2 separate regions of the Rattus norvegicus genome follow, and region 2 is linked to region 1. The links are chromatin contacts, called in public Hi-C maps. All regions are on one chromosome and are shown on one strand. Each heading gives the region's core, a stretch centred on a gene start, on an enhancer-like site or on the middle of the called end of the contact. The rest is flanking DNA. Distances are from core to core; before and after follow the strand shown.

Evidence for each region. Hi-C and Micro-C count contacts between places; a contact is called where the count stands out from the background.
Region 2: a Hi-C map of frontal cortex shows a contact between it and region 1, with 2.3 times the contacts expected there. The contact joins the promoter of LOC134485262 here to the enhancer-like site in region 1. A contact is called at or near these places in 4 of 12 Hi-C or Micro-C datasets (Schwann cells, frontal cortex, hepatocytes and 1 more).

What each region holds. Positions count from the first base shown.
Region 1 is chr1:267,947,072-267,949,771 of GRCr8, reverse strand. It overlaps Hspa12a (heat shock protein family A (Hsp70) member 12A), which reads left to right. Exons shown (of 12, transcript NM_001107445.1): 5 at 1,871-1,975. It overlaps LOC134485263 (a long non-coding RNA gene), which reads right to left. Exons shown (of 3, transcript XR_010063322.1): 3 at 1,972-2,395. Among named protein-coding and RNA genes, the nearest start is that of Spmip5, 29 kb to the right of the region's middle. Within about 2 kb of position 1,386, at least 20 of the 93 cell types and tissues checked have an H3K27ac peak or open chromatin away from gene starts, as enhancers often do.
Region 2 is chr1:267,985,988-267,988,687 of GRCr8, reverse strand. It overlaps LOC134485262, which reads right to left and starts at 1,352. Exons shown (of 3, transcript XM_063281049.1): 1 at 1,283-1,352. The coding sequence starts at 1,305. All of the region lies in intron 1 of Hspa12a (heat shock protein family A (Hsp70) member 12A), which reads left to right.

The DNA.
Region 1 (2,700 bases), core at 137-2,636:
CTTGGGTTTCAATCCCACCCCTGATTCCTCTAAGACACTTAGTCCAAGTCATGTGCTTCCTTTAAAAAACTTGTTTATTTGCATAATTTCTGTTGATTCTTCGTGAATTTCACATCATGAACCCCAAATCCCACTCGTTTCCCAGCCCCTCCACAGCTGCTTTCCACCCTTGTAACCTCCTCCCCCACCTCCCCCCAAACCCCATCTCACGTGGGAGCCTTGGCACGCCACAGTGTGTCAAAGAGTATATACTCGTTTTTCTCAAACAACTTTACTTACAAATGTTCATTACAATGAGTCATTGGTCTGGTTTGAGGCCTCTGGCTTCTGCTATACTATCAATCGTGGGTCCTCATGGGGACTCCTCTTGGACATCCTGTTGTTGTCCCGTGTCATGGAGATCCTGCAGCTTTGGGTCTGTAGGACCGGCCCCTTCACATGCTCCAGCAGCTCAAAGATTGGTAGATGATGGGGTGAGCCAGCTCAAAGGCCTGGATCTGGGCCTGGCTGGTGGCTGAGCTGGTCAGCCCGCCAGCTCCCCCATGCCAACACTGCCAGGACCAGCTCCTCTTCATCCCCGCCCAAGCAAAGGATCGATCTCGAGCCAACATTCCTGTGCCCACACCACCAGGACCAGCTCACACTCCTTTCTGAAATGGAGACAGTTACAACATTGTGTCCACAGGGGGGGCATAAGGATCAAAGTGCTGTAAATACATGATGTTCGAAGAGGAAGCAAAGTTCTAGTGGAATGGTAGCTTCCGTTAGCATTTGAGGAGACAGCACAGAGCTCGCAAGAAAACTGCCTCCGCTGACACCCGGCCCTCCAGGGCTCCAGGCCTACAGGAGGTTGCATTTCTCCTGGCTGAGAAGGACTCACGCATTCTTCCAGAAGGGACCCAGTGCTGCATGTCGGGACTGGGGCAATGGAGGCACAGGTCGAACTGTAGCTTCTCCGGACTCCGCTGCCTGGCTGAGCAGAAGAGTCTAGAAGCTGGGCCCCTTGCTGGGCATCGGGAGAAGGGGGTGCTGGCTGGAGGCGGTGAGCATGAGCAGACGGGTTAGGATATTCCACGAGGACCCATTAGCAACTTGTGGCCCTGCCTCCAAACAGAGGCAAAGCCTGGCTATCAAGCCTACATCAGCCTGATTAATTCGTTCCTGAGACTAATAAGTGGGTTAGTCTAGGGGCTTCCTTCCACACCCACCCATCCTCTCCCCTCCCCCAGGAGACCCTCTCATCATTTTTTTGATGACCTCTTTCCACCCACCATCTGGCCACTCTTCGAGGTATCCTCTCTCAGAGGACCATGTACAGCAGCTGCTTGGCCTCTGGCAGGGCCAGAGAGGCAGCGATGCCTGCCCGGCTTTCAGCAGATTAGACAGAACCGGCCTTAAAATAGGAGCTCTTCTATTTTAGTGACTCGGCTGGCAGCTCGCCGCGGAAGGAGAGGCTGCTGCGCGTTAGCGTCCCGCTTGGCAGCGAAGTGGCATGATTTAAGCTGCTGTCACAGAGCTCCCAAGGGTGACCCATGTCTGGAAGTTGCATGTAAACTGCACCGGGCTTGGCACCTGCTATCCACTCCCAGGACTCGCCATTGGCCAGAGGCTCCCGTTCCTGAGGATCCTAGAAAGGGAGAGAAGGGAGGGAAGGAAGGAGGACACAGTGAAGGTGGGGCCTGGAGAGAACCCCCACAGCTTTAATACAGTAAGGAGGCTTTACTGCCTGGTTCACTGGGGATAGGGGAGTACATTTTCTCTGTCTCTCTAAACATAGGGAAGCAGGGTTCCACTGGTCTCCAAACAGCCGCTCGCAAACCAAAGGCACGGTTGGTTCTCCTTAACCGCGGTCACACCTTTCTCCCTCCAGGACCTCACCATGGATACAGACCTGACAGCGGCAAATGGCAAGAAAGTCAAAGCCCTGGAGATCTTCACTTACGCCCTACAGTACTTCAAAGAGCAGGCTCTGAAGGTGAGCCTTAGGGACGGTGGCAGCCAGCCTTGGGTTAGGCCATCTGCAGGTTGCTGCACCTGCCAGTGAGGCAGTGGTGTAGCCTGCAGGGAGAGCATGTGGGCTCCGAGGTTAGAACAGTCGAGTGTGTTCTTTTGTTACTGTTGTTGTTTTTAAAGATCTTTTTAAAAAAGGATTTCTCATTTATTTTATTTATGAGTACACTGTAGCCGTCTTCGGACACACCAGAAAAGGGCATCGGATCCCATTACAGATGGTCGTGAGCCACCATGTGGTTGCTGAGATTTGAACTCAGGACCTCTGGGAGAGCAGTCAGTGCTCTTAACCTCTGACCCATCTCTCCAGCCCCCAAGTATGTTCTTAGGCAGTGCTGGTGGAAAGGTGAAATGGTTCGGCATTTTGGAACGGATTTGGCAGCTCCTAAAAGATACAAACGCAGAGACATGACCCAGCAATCCCACTCCTAGGGGAGTGAGCACACATACACATAAGACAATTTACATTGGAAATTCAGACCAGTGTTATTTATAATGACCAAACAGTGGAAACCACTCAAATGCCCATCGACTGATTGATAACCGAATGCTATTCAGCCGCAAAATGAAATACGAATGCACATCACAGTCGGATAACCATTGAGAGCATCATACAAAATAAAAGAAACAATACACAAAAGCCACATCATAAAATTAATTCCCTTTGTATGAAATGCTCATAACAAGCGA
Region 2 (2,700 bases), core at 103-2,602, 39 kb before region 1:
TTATTCTATTTCTCATCCCATAATAAATGTATTATCGGCCTTTCACTGATGAGAAATTTAAATATCAAGTAAACAACCTGTCCAAGGTTGCAGATCTAAGAAGCTTTGATTAGGATGCAGGACATCTGATTCTACCCATTCGGCCCTCACTGGTGTCATTGGTGGTCTCCATATTGTTAGGGATGACCAAGTAGTTGCTTTTCAAGGGATTATTTCAAGGATGCTCTTGCTGCAAACGAATGGGTGGATGGATGGATAAATGGATGGATGAACGGATGGATGGATGGATGGATGGATGGATGGATGGATGGATGGGTAGATGAATGAGTGCATTATACAGGTGCCAGGATATTGGGATTTGTGAACCATTGGTCTCTCACATTGGAGAGGGCATGGGGTGAGGTGGGTAGAGTTGAAGTGAAACAAGAAAGGCAAAACATAGCTGAACCTGGTTGGTGAGCATGTGACCCTTAAGACTCAGCTTTCCTGTGTTAGGAAAGTCCCTTAATAGAATATTAATTAATTCATTCATAAGATCTGAAGGGTCACTTTTGTTGTGCCGGGTGTTAGGACAGTAGAAATTGAGATGACCTTAAGTCCTTCCCCTCTCCATGACCTGAGTTAGTGTGTCAGGAGCTCTAGGAGGAGATGCGTGGGTGGAGCACCTGGTGGTTCAGATGTAGGGCAGGTCCTTTGGTGTCCAAGTCAGGGCTGAACAGACAGTGGAAGCCTAGCTATTTTTTTCTAGGAGTTGGTGAATGATTGGGGCCCTGAGCTTTGGAGATTGGCTTTTCACCATCCCGGCAGTCAAACGTAACAAAAATAAGTGCTGACCCTTATCAAGAACTTGGTGAAAACACCATTATCTGAGCTAGCCCTGGCCACATGTGTTAAATGGACAACTCAATGCAGGGGGGTAGGAGGGCTGGTGACCAGTATGTCATCATTCTGCCACAAGTGTCATGGTGCACTGTGGGAAAGGGGTCAGAGAGGCTTATAGCCTAAACCACTGGAGTCAGGACTCAGAGGACACAGCCTTTCCTAGGTCGTAGGCCCTCAGAGCTTTGTGAAGTATGTCTGTGGGACTGGGCATAGATTAATAGAGGTGTCAGGGTTCTGGGCTATTGGTCCATGTATGAGTCTGGATCTCTGTTCCCTGCATGGTAGCCTCCATCCCCAACCTAAAGCCCCATTATCCCCTCTGGCTCTTGACACACAAAGTTCTCCCCTGTGATATGTCCCCGTTGACCTAGAAAACCCTTACTCATCCTTTGAAGCTCACCTCTCCGGAAACTTCAGAGTCATGCATGTTGGTGAAATCCACCCTTGTTGATGTTTTCAGGTAGTGCATCATGAGTGCAGACAGCGTGTCAGGTTTACATGCCTGGATCCTATTGTTCCCCAACAACCCTCCGGGGTTGACTTTATTGTTACCTCATTTCTCCAGTGAGGCAATTGAGGACTCTGAGATGTTGGTAACTTGCCCAGACAGTGGACTCTGGAGTTGGCTCGGAGTCAGTCATGGAGTGTGACCTTTCTTCTCTTACTGCCGTTCTCTCAAGAAGGGCAGGGGCCTTATCTTTCATTCCATCATTCTCAGTAAGCACACACAGTAGGTTTTCAGTATGACACATAGTAGGCCCTCAGCAAATATTGTGCACTGAGTGACTCTGTCAGCAAAATGTGAAGGACCACAGCAGTGGGGAACAGCATCCACATCCTGCCCACTCCACGGTGGCACTTCGGCGAACACAGATGCTCAGAAGTGGGCCAAGCTGGAGAGGGAGAGGCGGGGGGAGGGAGTCCGGGCATTTCTGAAGAGATGAGGCTTTGATTCCAACAAGGCTTTGAGTGACGACTCAATCTTGTGGGGGCGAAGTGCTCTCTCATCATATAAATAGGCCTCTTTGGTAAGGGAGAAAGCGTCTTTATGGCCGCTGTGCATAATTAGATGGCAAGGAAGACTCAAGGGCTTTTTGATGAACAAGCAGCATGGGGCAGGGATGGCACCTGCCCCCTGGGTACACAGAGGGCATGGGCATCCCTCAGAGAGAGTTAGGGGAGTAGAGGAGATTCCCCAGGGAGGAGCCAGAATGCTCATTAGGATCCCTGACCCAAAGAGGCAGGCCCTACAGACCCTCCCTGCTTTCCCCCCAGATGTTCAGCCACACTGATGGTAGTTTGGGAAAATTAACATGCCTTGGAATGCAGAAACCAGCTATACTTTGCTTCCTGGGTTTGTGAGGGGAATGCATGGTGCTTGCCTGGGTCTGTTGGAGACAGCCAGGAGATAAGGAATGGGCAGGAAATAACTTTATCATCACTGAGGGAATTCCTTGCTGCCTTCCTGCCTCTGTCCACCAGTGGTTTCCTCCAGTGCTGTGGTAGTGGGTCAAGCTGTTCCCCGTCCTCATCCCCCCTCTCCCCTTAAGGCTATATGGTGATCTGTTTTGGTCCTTTAGACCTGAGGTTCTGCCCTTTCGGAAGCCAGCCCCTTGGGAGTGACATGAGCGTTCCCTCGGGGTTTTCTCTATCCCTGTATATTCCACAGCTTGGGGAGAGTGATGGCTGCTTTTGCATTGCCCTGGGGACTGAGAACAGGAGTCACTCTCTATGGTCACGAAATGCCCTTCCAGCTGATTTTTCCATTGGAGTCCCCTAGATGCCAAAAGTGTGTCTTCCTAGAACTGTTACATCCAG